Regions from separate parts of the Bos taurus genome. Here region 2 is linked to region 1. The links are chromatin contacts, called in public Hi-C maps. All regions are on one chromosome and are shown on one strand. Each heading gives the region's core, a stretch centred on a gene start, on an enhancer-like site or on the middle of the called end of the contact. The rest is flanking DNA. Distances are from core to core; before and after follow the strand shown.

Evidence for each region. A called contact is a pair of places that touch in the nucleus more often than the background predicts.
Region 2: a contact with region 1 is called in a Hi-C map of skeletal muscle, with 3 times the contacts expected there. The contact joins two enhancer-like sites. A contact is called at or near these places in 2 of 11 Hi-C or Micro-C datasets (liver and skeletal muscle).

Annotation. Positions count from the first base shown.
Region 1 is chr18:11,409,756-11,416,012 of ARS-UCD2.0, reverse strand. All of the region lies in intron 2 of GSE1 (Gse1 coiled-coil protein), which reads right to left. Among named protein-coding and RNA genes, the nearest start is that of GSE1, 160 kb to the right of the region's middle. Within about 2 kb of position 2,407, at least 34 of the 102 cell types and tissues checked have an H3K27ac peak or open chromatin away from gene starts, as enhancers often do. A contact at or near this core is called in liver and skeletal muscle, where this site is marked.
Region 2 is chr18:11,598,090-11,604,299 of ARS-UCD2.0, reverse strand. The region is part of intron 2 of GSE1 (Gse1 coiled-coil protein); the gene reads right to left. Among named protein-coding and RNA genes, the nearest start is that of GINS2, 83 kb to the left of the region's middle. Within about 2 kb of position 4,724, at least 41 of the 102 cell types and tissues checked have an H3K27ac peak or open chromatin away from gene starts, as enhancers often do. A contact at or near this core is called in liver and skeletal muscle, where this site is marked.

The DNA.
Region 1 (6,257 bases), core at 1,158-3,657:
TAAACCCAATTGTGGTGGGGGGTGCTGGGAGGTGGGGACACCTGGGCAGGAGAGAGGGGGATTCCTCACCTCACTTCGCCCTGCCCCTGTCTTGCTTGTGACCTTGACCAGTGGCTACCCAGGCTTCACTTTCCTCGTCTGCAGAAACAAGGGCCTGACTCTGGGATTCCAGGAGGAGATGGGGCAGGATTCAACCTCCGCCCAGTACAGATGAGGCCCTGGAGTTCCACCCCTTCCTGAGAGAACAGTCTCCCTCTGTCTCCAGTAGGACCCCCACCACCCTCCTTGGAATCCTGGAATCCTTCAAGTCATGGTGCTGTCTCTCCTTCTCCAGGAAGCCCTCCCAGACTTCTCCGATGTGTGCCCTTAACCTTTGGGGTGCCCGGCTGGACTCTAAGACCCCTGAAGACAAGGTCTCTACCTGTGACTTTCTGCTACCATTCAGGGAGATAGTGACTATCCATGTTAGAATTTCCCGGCCAGTCCTGCAGTTCTTATAATCCACAGGAATATTCTAGAAATCACGTTTTGCCTTCCCAAGGCCAGATACCTGCCTGAGGGCCTATCTTTGGGTTTGGAAAATAAGCCTCTCTGCCACCAAGGCTGGCAGGGCTGGGGCGCCCAGGAGGCTTGGACTGGGCGGGAAGACCCGGCGCAATAAGTGCTCAACGCTCATAAGTTGTTGCTTGTACAAGGGGGAGAACCGGGTCCCCCTGCCGTGAGCGGGGCATCAGGGAGGCTGGGTGGCTCCCCACAGCTCATTGCCCCAAAACGGGCTTCCCGACTTCGACCCTCCCACGCACACCCACTCTCCAGACGAGCCCTGGGAGGCCAGCCCAAGTGGACGGTGTCCCCGTGGAGGGCGCCGGGTCGGCAGGCTGGGGAAGGGGCTGGTGGGTCCTGAATGTCATGGAGCCTAGGAAGGGAGCCTGGGCCCATGGTCCTTCCTAAGATGCCCAGAGTGCCCGTGGAGGAAGGAGGGGGCTGCATAAGACCAGTGTGAGTGCGGCCTCTGCCCGACTCTGAGCTCCCTGCTGCCTGACCACGTGTTCCCAGTTGGCTGGGGCACAGATGAGCAGGCCGATAAGCCCCTTTCCTGGGGACAGGGCTGTCTGCAGAAGGCCTTGAGATAAGGCTGAGAGGCAGCGCCGAGCCTGTGGTTTCCTTGTGCTGGGGAGGTGGGGCCGGCATGGGCAGAGGAGCTGGGGTGACAGGGGGCTCAGGCCTGCCCCCACCCAGGTCCCAGAGAGGGAGAGAGGGAGGCCGCCCCCTGCAGCCCTGCAGCTGTTTACGAATCCAGGGCTCACCCCACGCCAAGTCTGGTGCCAGCCACCCCTGGGGGACAACGGAGGTGAACCCCAGCCTCCTAACTGCCAGGACCTCCAGGTGTCAGAGCAGAGAACAAAGCTGGCAGCTTCTACCCAAGGCACATGGAGTGAGGAAGCAACTGGCATTTTCTACACGCTGTCCCGTCCCTAAGTGCTTTTCACCTCATTTAATCTATCCACAACCCTACAATCCAGCCTATGAGCTCTGCTTCTGAGATGAGGAAACAAAGGCACAGAGAGGTTAGGTGACTTGCCCGAAGCTCATGAGTCTCTCTTCGGTCGGTGTCTCTTTTTCCAGGTTCTGTTTGGCCAGCAGCCCGCAGTGAGCCCTCAAGTTGAGACGTTATATATTGGCAAGGCAGGCTAGGAGGGAGAGGGGCAGGGCAAGGTGGGGGCAGGGGCTGTGGAACCCACGGGGTGCTGACGCCACACAGATGCCCCTGGGGAATGGGATGCATGGGACACTCAGAACACGCAGACGTCACTCTGACCTCTGAAGGACAGACATGGCTCTTGCAACCCCCCCAAACCACATGCCGCCCACGAGAGGTGGGTGCTCTGTCACCCACGGTCATTCACATGCCCCCACCACAACCAGCACGCCAGGCTTCCGATCAAAGACGACCAGAGCTCCAGAACCGAAGACAAAGACCTGGTTGGTGGAGAAGAGGGTGGGAGGCCCTAGGCCACAGCACACTGAGCAAGTCTGCCCAGGGGACCCTCTGAGATTGTGCAGTGCACAGCCTGAGCAACGGCGGGAGCAGTTCAGAAGCCCTGCGGGGCCCGCAGTTCTGGTAACAGTCGCCATGCTGACCAACCTGTGTCACCCTGGACACCTCTCTCGCTAGAAGACCCCCCTCCCCGCCTCGCCCAGCCCCAGTCCTCCCCGCCAAGCCGCGGGGGCACCTGTGGCTTGGCAGGGCCGGGCGCTGAGGGTGAAGGAAGGCGCAGACATCCGCCACCCTCCCCCACTCCCGGGCGCACCTCCAGCTTCTGGCTCCCGCGGTGACAGCCTGCCTCCCACAGCTCCGAGAACAGAGCCAGGCTGTGTTCACGTGTCCCCCGCCGGGACCACACGGCGGCGGGCAAGAGGGCAGGCGGGCGGGGGAGCAGAACCGCCGCCCCACACCGCCAGGCCACAGGCTCTGTCTGTGCCCAAGCCTGCCATCAGGGAGCCGCGAGGCGGCCAGGCCAGCCCACCCAGCACTGCACTCACCCCGGACCAGCCCCTGGGGGCCAGGGCAGGCCTCAGCAGCCCGGCCTCCCCCTCGCTAGGGAAGACGGACGTCCTTGGCTGTGCCCACTGCACGGACGGGGAGACGGGCTCAGATCGGCCTGCGGGGTCTGGCTCCTGAGACTGTGTGGTCAGCCATCGCCTGGGGGAGGGGGAGACGCAGGGAAGGGGCCGGAGCCACGTGCGGGGATCTGACCCCGGGCCAGCCTGGTCCAGAGCCCCACTTGTCACCCCACGTCTGGGGAGAGGGGATGCCTGGGGTGGTCTCCTGGCCCCCTCGGGGAGGGTGAGGAGCCACTGTCGCTGGAGAAGGGGCAGGGAGGCTGGCCTCAGTCACTTGTCTGTCCCCACCCTACAGAGGCTGGGGCAGCAGTGGGTGCCCCCGAAGGAGGCGGCTGGGGTCCCAGAAGCCGGCCTCAGGGACGCTCTCCTCCACGGTCCCCGCCAAACCAGCAGGTCAGACACACGTCACGTCCAGGCCCCTTGCCGCCTCCAGGGACAGTGGGCCTGGCTGGCTGCCCAAGCCACCGTCTGCACACTAATTCCCTTGGCCCACTGAAACCTCTGGGTGTGCGCACACGTGCCCGTGAACATGCAAGGGAACCACGCGTGTCAACCCCCAACACACACCAACATACACAGACACAGACACGCGTACTCAGACACACAGACAGACAGACACACAGCCCCCAGGGAGAAGGGGTAGGGAGCAACTGATCTGAAATCCACTTGGCCTCTCCGTCTGTCCTGATGGAAATCAAAGGGAAGGAGGGAAGCCTGGTGGGCAGCCAGGGCCTGTGTTTTATGAAGGAGATGCAGAGAGTGTGTGGTCCTGCCATGGTGACGGGTGACCACAGAGGACTGTGGGAACAAAAGCAGTCATTCCTGCCCCGGGCTGTCTGCTCCCTGTGGGCTGGGGTCTCCATGTTGCCTGGGAAGAGAGGAGACCCGGCATTCATTCATTCTTCATTCAGTCAAGCATCCACCCACCCATCCATCCTTCCATCCACCCACCCTCCACTTCCTATCCATCCTTCCATCCTCCACCCTCTATCCATCCATCCATCCATTCATTCTCCACTCTCCATCCATCCATCCTTCTAGAAATGTTACTGAGCACCTACTGTGCACAGACCCTCTGCTAGGCAGCAAGCAGGACGTCGGAGGCCCTGTCTGACATGGCGTGGTGCTGGAAAAAGGACAGCATGACTGAACACGTGCTGTGCGTGCAGCCTCGTTTAACCCCATGGTGACCCTGTGTGGCAGACGCCACCAGCACGCCCACTTCGCAGATGAGAAAGCTGAGGCTCCGCTGAAAAGCAGCAACACAAGAGCCTGTGCTTTTGACTCTTTCCCTTCCCTTCTGTCCCCTTTCCATTTCTGTCTGTCTTATTTGACAAGAAAGAGAACCAGAGAAGTCAGGACCCCAAATGGCCAACAATCATGGTATAAGCTAGGCTACTCTATGTCCCTGCTTGCCTGGGACAGTCCTGGTTTTCAGCTAATGTCCCCACATAAGAGGTAACTGTGCCACCTGTGTTCTCACACATGCCCTGGTTTAGACCTGGGTGAAGTTAAGAGTTCCCTTCCCACTCTGGAGCTGAGAAAAAGACGTAATATTGAGGGGAAAGGGAGGGTCTGAGGACAGAGCAATCCCTGAAGGCTTTCTGCAGGAGGTGGAGCAGAGCTGCCACCTGGAGGAAGGGGCACACTGCCCTCCAAGACCCCACACCCACCACACAGGCCAAGGCACAGCTCCGCTCCTCTGTTTAGGGATGTTCTGGTCCAAGAATCCCAGGAAGTGCAGATGCTGGGTACCAGGCAGTGTCGGGGGCAGGGCCTGAGGAAAATGTGGTCCCTCTGGCTGCCAAGGGTATGGGGAAGGGGCTGGAGTCTGGGAAGGCTGATGGGATCAAAGCCCCCAGTGGCCCCTGGCTGCTCTCCCAGTACCCATGAGGCAGGCTGGGCCAGGGCCTGCTCCAGGCACCCAGCACCCTGCCCCCTGGGAGGACAAGCTGTCCTGCCAGCCATCACCACGTGTGGCCTGGCACCTGCCCGTCCAGACAGGACTGGGGCTGTCCCCGGCCTGGCAGGGGACCTGGGGCCTCCCAGCAAGGTCTTCCCAGCCCAAGCCCTGTAGCGACCCCGGCGAACCTTCTGGACTTCTCAAAGCTCAGGGAGCGTTTTCCTAAATGGGGGCGGGCCGCCTGTGACTGAGGACACGCCTTACCCCGTATGGTGGCCCAGGACCCGAGCTCTGCGCCTCACTTTCATTCTAGCTCTGCCACGCAGCTCTGTGCCTCACTTTCATTCTAGCTCTGCCATGCAGCTGACCGGCCTGGGGACCGCCGGCTGCTCGCCTGGAACACGGGGGAGGAAGGGCCCTGGCACGCAGGGCGCGGGGGGTTTGCTGAATGGGCGCCTGCCACGGGCGCCAAAGGGCCTCGGTATAAAGGAGGTCCTTGCTGCACAGACAGGCACGTGGAGGAGGTGGGCACCGGAACTGAGGCGTGGTAGGAAGACCCTCCCATCTGGCCTCTGCTCCTCCGTGACCTGCCCAATAGGTGGGAGGCTCCTGCTTGCACACCACCGAGGCTGGGGCGCTCGCTGACTCGCAGTCACCCGGCCTACAAGCGGGCAGCGGGGGCGTGCCCTCTTTGTCAGCGTGCTTACTGTGGTCAGACTCAATCCAAGGTGGGAGGTGGGAGTCGGGACTAAAGTCCATGCCCCCACCTCCCAAGCCGGGGCCCGGCCTGCTGTCCTAGGAGCCAAGAGGTGGTCGTGATGGAGGAGGGAGGGGAGGGGCCTGTGCGTCCCCACTGGTGTGGGACGGGGAGCTCCGAGCACTCCTGTGGTCCCACCGGCGCCTCCTCAGAGGCTGCCCTGGCCCCCTCCACTCGCTCCTCCATTCCTGGGTCTGCCTGGCTCCTCTTCCGGTCCTCCTGCCATATCTTCCTCTCACTTCCAGAAGCAGGAAGGGACTTGGCAGATGAGTCACCGAGTTCTAGACCCTCCGCTAGGATGGGGACAGCCCTAGTCCTGCCAGGACAAGCAGGCGTCAGGCCACGGGGCACCTGCAGCACTGGGAGGTGGGGCAGCTTGTCCTCTGGGGAGGGGGCCCTGGGTGCCCGGAGCAGGCCCAGAGGAGCCCCCCAGCAGGGACGTGCCCTCCTGTGAGCCTCAGTTTCCCCTCTGCAGGAAGGGGTGGTAGGAGTCGGTGCCTCTCTGAGCCACCCGGCTCTGCGCTTTGCCTACAATAGCTGGGAGGACAGCAGGCTCACCTGTGCACACCCTTGGGCGCCCAGCGCCAGGCCCCGTGCCAGCCTGGGCCCCGTGACGGCACGCTGGGCAGAGAAGCCGCCGCGATGGGGGCAGAGGGGACGCGCAGGGGGACCCAGGGCTGCAGTGTTTGCTGCCATGCTGCGGAGCTCCGCTGCACCTCGTTATGATCCCAACTCCTGCCCCTGGGCCCCAGCTCAGACTGGGGCCACTGGGCCAGCCCCTGGGGACTCTCCATCTCTCCCCTGGGTCACGCTGTGTTCCACACACACACACACACACACCGCTGTGTCCCTGCAGCCAGGACACACACCTCTCACCGAGTCCCAGCTCAGTGTCGGCTCCCCCATCTCGGCCTTCCACCCTGTGAGTCTGGGCACCGACCCAGAAACCCCCTTCCCAGATGGGGCCATCCC
Region 2 (6,210 bases), core at 3,475-5,974, 190 kb before region 1:
AGTGGCTCGGCAGCCCACACCACTCTGGGCGAGAGAGGAGAGAAATTAAAGCGCGTGGCCAAGCTGAAATGTCACCTGAGACGCGGATCCCTGCAGGTTAGAAAAACAGCCCCACCGGCACACCGAGGGGAGGGGGCGGGCCGCAGCCGGCAGCCCTGTGGTTTGGAGGCGGCCGTGTTGCCATAACAGAGGTAATGAACGTGCTACCACCAAGCCCAGCCCGCCTGGACTTCGAGTAACCCAGGCTGGGAATTCCAAGCCTTCCGACGGGGCCAGGAAAAACCTGCCTTGCTGGCTGACTCCACAAGCCCCTACGAGTTTCTGGGGCGAGAGGAGAGAGCTGGCAGCCAGGGTTGCTCACCTGCGCAAGCAGAATCCGAGGGCACCGCCCCCCCCCCCCCCCCTTCAGGGAAGGGGCTTGGAGCCCAGGGATCCTTCCTCTGTCGGAGCAGGGGAACGCCAGCTGCCAAAGGGTCAAGGGCCACGAGGGACTGAGCCGGCTGGGGAGGTGCTCAGCCTGGAGGTGCAGGACCCGAACCTGCCACAGAGCGGCGCTGTGCAGACTCTGCTTCGGCGCCTCAGGCCAGAAACCGGAGGTGCTGAACCCACAGGCGGGCAGCTGCTTCTGCTCAGAAACCCCAAGGCTCTCTGGGCTCTGCCGGCCCTAACCTTCCCCCAGAGACAGGGAAGTTAATGAAGGCCAAAGGTCTGCCTGCGCCTGCGGGCATGGCTGAATAAAGGCCATCGGAGCTTCCAAAGAGGTCTGCTGCTTGCTGCGGGCTCCTGCAGGCCCCCACCTCCTTATTCCCAGCCTCAGGTGGACAGGAGCCATGACCCGGGGAACTCTCAGCAAACCCAGACGGAGGGATCAGTAAACCCTGCTCAACCCTGACAAGGCAGGATTTGGGAAGCTGTCCCTAGCAGGTCAGGGCCTGCGCCGTCAGGGGCAGCCTGCTGCCCGATGCCCCGCAGATCGGGGCGGGCCTCCCAGCCTCCCTTCCCAAGGCCAGGGCTGACCTCGGTCACCCGCTCACCAGCTCCAGATTTCCACCACCCCCGAGGTTCACGGAAAAGGAAAATCAAGAGTGCCAAAGGCCTGGCTGGCTCCTGCGGCCCCCTTCCCTCCTCTCTGCATGCAGTGAGACAAAGTAACAGAGGCCAGCCGGGCACCCCCTTTCAGGGCAGCGGGGCAGGACTGCCCCGATAAGGGCCCGCTGGAAGTATCCGTGTAGCTGTTATCACAAAGCCAGGCCTGCCGAGCCCGGGGCGGGCGGGGCAGCGACTCCCTGCCCTGCCGGATGACACACGGCGGCCCCTCACCTGTGGCGTGGCCCGGCTGAGTCAGGCGGCAGGTTCTGCCATACCCGCGGGTGGAGGCGCCCATAAACACAGGCTGAGCAACGCTGACGTGCCCCGAGCAGAAGTAACACCCAGGGAGGCCCAGAGGCAGGCAGCCTGTTCACCTGGGGTTCCCCCCGACCCAACTTTCTACTAGGGGGAGAAGGTCCAGCAGGCCTACTTTCCGGAGACCCAAGTGCCCCACCGGAGACCTTCTGCCCTCCCATCCCATTCCGTCCCACCCCCACCCTCCGGCCTGGAAATCGGCTTAGGCAGGGAGGTTCCCACCCAGGATCCGAGGGGGCCCTTTGTTCCAGCCTTTCACAAAAGAAGCCCTTTTTTGTTTCATCTGGTGGTCCCGCTTTTTGTTTCCAAACCACAGCCTGTGTGGGCCCCAGATAAGGCACTGCAGGGGTTAACAAGGATTTAATGTATTTTAGACGCACTTCCCAGACAAAGGCTAGTTTACAAAACAAGAGCCAAATCGACTCAACTCGGCCAGTATCCACCAACCAGCCGGCGGGCAGGTGCTTCCCCCGCCGCGCACACAGCCCTCCAAACTTAAGAGCCGTCGCTCCGGCAGGGGACCCCGGTCCATCACGTGGGGGGTATCGCGGCAACACTTCACCCAATCCGAACGACCCCTTCCCCCCACGACCCCGCGCCTCCATCTCCCCTGCGCACTTCTCAGGGGTCCCATTAATCCCCCACCCCAAACTCGGGAGGGGGAGTGGGAAGGGGGGAGGCGGGAGGACGAGCCCGACTCCCGCTCCGCCTCCACGGAGGGAATTTAATTAGCCTGCTGGAGAGGCGGGCGGGCGGCCGACGAGGTGTCTCTGCTGCTGCAATATAATTGAATCGGCTCCACTCGGTCGGGCCACTCGCCGCCCATCAGCGCGGCTGCCGGGCTGGGGGCGGGGAGGCGCATCCAGGCGGAGCAAGAAAGGCCGAGGAGGGGGGGGAAAGGGCAGCGCGGGTGGGGGGCGGCGGATGCAATCACCTCCCACCTCGGAGGCCGGGGCAGCCATCTTCAGCGGGAGGAGGGGCAGGGGACCGGCTCCTACGGGGCGGGGGGGAGCAGAGAAGCGGGGGAGAAGCCGTGGAGCCCGGGGCGCGCCCTTGGACAGCAGGGCGTGGGGGTCGGAGACCTGGAGGCTGCAGTCCCGCCCTCCCGGCGGTCTCCCTAGCTCCGAGGGAAGGGGGAGGGGAGCGAGACAAAAAAAACCCAACCTCGCGGCCCCAGCGGGCGATGCCCCCCGCCCACCGCAGCCGCCGCCAGCACCTGCCGCGGGGGCGCAGCGCCGCCCCCCTCGCTCCCTCCCCCGCCGCCGCAAAGTTTTCACTCCGGCTCTGGAGCGTAGACAGCTCACAGAGAGCCCCCCAGCTCCCTTGCTTCCCACCCGCCGCACGCTCGTAAAGCACCACTCGCCTAACGAAGCCACCGAGCCCGAGCCCCGGGGAGGCCCGAGCCCCCCTGGAGGCCGGACGCCCAGGCTGCGACCAGCCGCGGGACGCGGGGCCTTGGGTCGCTGGCCTGCCCGCCCGGCTCTTATCGCCGCACACACTCCGGGGGAAGTTGCCCCGGAGCCGTTGGCGGCGCCCCCGCGAAACCCACGAACTTGGAGGAGAGGGGGGCGGGCGCGGGGGGTGGGGGCGCGCGCGGAGACCGCCGCCCGCCCGGCTAGACGCGCTCACCTTTCATGCCAGGGCCCCGCCGCTCCGCCTCGGCTGACACATGCTGGAGCCACCGTCGCCCAGTGTTTGTCTAAACTGCTTATCTCACCCGGGGCTGCGCGGCGGCGGCGGCGGCGGCGGCGGCGGCTCTGGCCCGCTGGGGAGGTGGAGCTTCCGGGGCCCCGGCCAAGAAACACCTGCTGCTGTCGCCGCCGCCGAGGACACACCCAAGCGCAACGCCGCCCACTCTCGGGCCACTGGCTCGCTCCCGGCTCTCTGACCTCAGCCAGCGGGAGGTGTCGGGTTTCAGCCGCAAACACACGCGCTCGCGCGCGCGCACCGACCGGCGCCCGGGTACACCCGCGCGGGCACACGCCCCTCCCCAGACAGGCCGGCCAGGTGAGCCGAGGACACCAGCAGGTAGGGGAAGTGCCACCCTCAGGTTCCCGGGGACCCCGGGCTTCACTGCTCAGGGGTCCCACCTACACTGGTGTCCGAGACCAGCCACTGGATTCCAAAAGCTGGGAGCGGTCACTTTCAACACGCCCACCAGGCGAGCAGCGCCCGTGCGCGTCTCCCGACTGCTTTCCGAGCGTCGAGAACAGCGTGTGCCACAAAGCAGACCCCCCGAGAAGTGAGCGGACAAACTCACGTGTGCTGGAGGCCTCCTAGAGGAAAACTTTTTCGGAGCTGGTGTCTGTGTTGGGGGGTGGGGGCAGGAGGGGGCAGACAAAGTAGGCTGTGTGCGTTTCTCCTCCCCAGCCCCTCTTAACTCTCCCAATTTGAAAGAGTTGAATGTTAAGGACTCGGGCCTACGCACCTTCTTCCCCCCAAATTCCAAGAGCTCCGCCTTCTCGTTCTAAGTAACTTTGGGGAAGGCCACAGTGCGGGGGGCGGCGGGGTAGTTCTTTTAAAGAACTCACGTCCCAGCGGCTGGAGAGTCCACGCAGGCGCCGCTCCGCCAGGGGGGTCATTAAGTAGCTGGGGTTGCGGTCAGAGGCGAGGCCGCCCGCCTCCAGAAACTGGCACGACCCACTGGGCCTCCGGCCCCAGAACAGCGCCTCCCCATTCCTGGCACCCCACCACCACCGCCACCACCACCTCACCCAGGCACTTGACAGACTGGAATGACTCAGGGAGCGTCCTGAAATTCCTGGGCACCCACAGGCGGCACGGCGAGAGCGGAGGGCCCTGGCCTCCCCGCCCCCACCGGCGGCGGGCGCAGAGGACCAGCCCGGCACCCCCTACCCGCCCCCAGCCCCGCGTCTCCGGGAAGCGCCGGGTCAATGGCGGCCCGCCTCGCCCGACGCCCCCTGGCCCTGGCGCGCCCCGCGCTCTGACCCCGCGCGTCCCAAGCTCCCAGGGTTGCTCGGATGCACCGGGGTCTCTGCCTGTACATCCTCTTTTTGAAAATCCTCTCCATCTACAGCCTTCCTGCTTTGCAGCCCCGGAGGCAAACCAGCACCCACCCCTCAGCACCCCGCCGTAGCGCCGCGCTGCGGGTTTCAACTTTCGGCCGCCGGTGCCAGCCCGCGCTTCTGCCAGCCCCAAACCTGCCCCAGGACATGCCCGCGCCGCGCTTGGCAGGCGCGCACGCAGCCGTCCCCGCGGGCCCAGCCTCCCCCGCCTCTCGTCCTCCCTCTCCCGCCCTCCCTTCCCTCCCCGCGCCAGTCCGGATTGCGACGGGAGGGAGCGCTGGGCGCCTGCCACCCCCCATCCATCTGTTCCCGATGACGCTGGCGGGCCTGGAGCAGTCGGAGCCCGCGCCAGCGGGGAGCAGGACTCGCCTGGGTGCCCGCCCGCCCGGGGGGCGAGGGGCAGGGCGCGGACGGACGCCCCCAAGCCACCCACTCCCCTGCTCCGCCTTCCGCCGAGGGCACGCGGGTCGGCCCCTCGCCTTGCACAAGGCTCCTGGCCGACCACAAACGAAAAGGGAAACGGACCTGCGAGGCCGAGCCGGGGGCCGTTACCGGCTCCTACCTGTGGGGGCCGGCCGGCCGGCCCTGGCACCTCGTGGGAGGGGCGCTTCCCCTTCACCCCCCACCGCCTGGCTTCGGGCCGCGCCTCCCTCGTGCGGGCCTAGGCCTCCGCCGGACGCTTTCGTTTACGCACCACACGGTGTCCCCACGGCGCGGCCTCCGGGAACTCACACTCAGCAGGGGACAGCAGACTCGGCGCGGAGGACGCGGTGCCTCCATCGCCGCCGGGAGTCTCCGGGAGGAGGGGGGTGGGGGAGGGAGGAGTCAGGAGAATTCAACCTAGGGCCTAGGGCCTGAAAAACCAAATTAAAAAACCTCTGGGGGCGGGTCCCACACTTTCCCACCTGGACTACAGGCTGGGGCGGGGGGAGTAACTTACGCAGGAAAACTCGCACCTGGATCGGACTCTCCTCCCAGCCCCGTCCCCAGGTCTGGACGCTGGGGCCCACCCTCCAACTCTCTCACCAGGACACGGTGGGCCAGCTCATTTCCCTTCATCCTGGGGAGACCCTGATGGTGGTGGTAGAGAGGGGGAGGTCAAGTTCTTCCACATGTCTGAGGACCACCGTGGCAAAACACAGAATTTTGTGGAGTGGCCACTTGGGTTCATCGTTTGGCTACTTTATTCAGAGTTGGTAGATTCCCCCGCCCCCTCCCAGGCATCTGGTTCCGCTGCATGGCGGGACGGGGAGCCTGATCCCGGTTCCCAGATGAGGAAGTCGAGGCCGCAGTTGCTCAAGGTCACGTGCACACACTGGTGCAATGGGAGCTGTGCTGGGAGCTGCTCACACCTGCAACCAGTCTCCCTTTCCCAGTACAGCCCGTCGAGGCCTCGGGGAGCTGCAGGGACGCCCCGCGGCCGCACGGGGGCAGCGGCGAGCTGGCTTGTCCGCCCCCGGCCAGAAAAATGCTGGCGGCCACCAGGCGGGCTGGCACGGTGGCGATGGGTGACACTCGCTGTCGGTGCGCCCGGCCCCGGGAAATCAGTAATCCGGAGCATGGCCTCCGGGTTGAAGGGTGAGAATTGCTCTCCCGCAGCCCGTGCGCTCCGCGCTAGCGAGGTTGGTGGCTTGACTCCTCCACTTCCCGCCACTCAGGCTGGGGCTGGCAGCCCTCCATTTCTTCAGGGGCGTTTCTTCCCCTCCCGGTGGGGCCTGTTCCCACCCCGTAGCCGGTCCAGAGCCCTCCCTGGGCTCAGCCCTCCTCTCCTTCTTCCCCA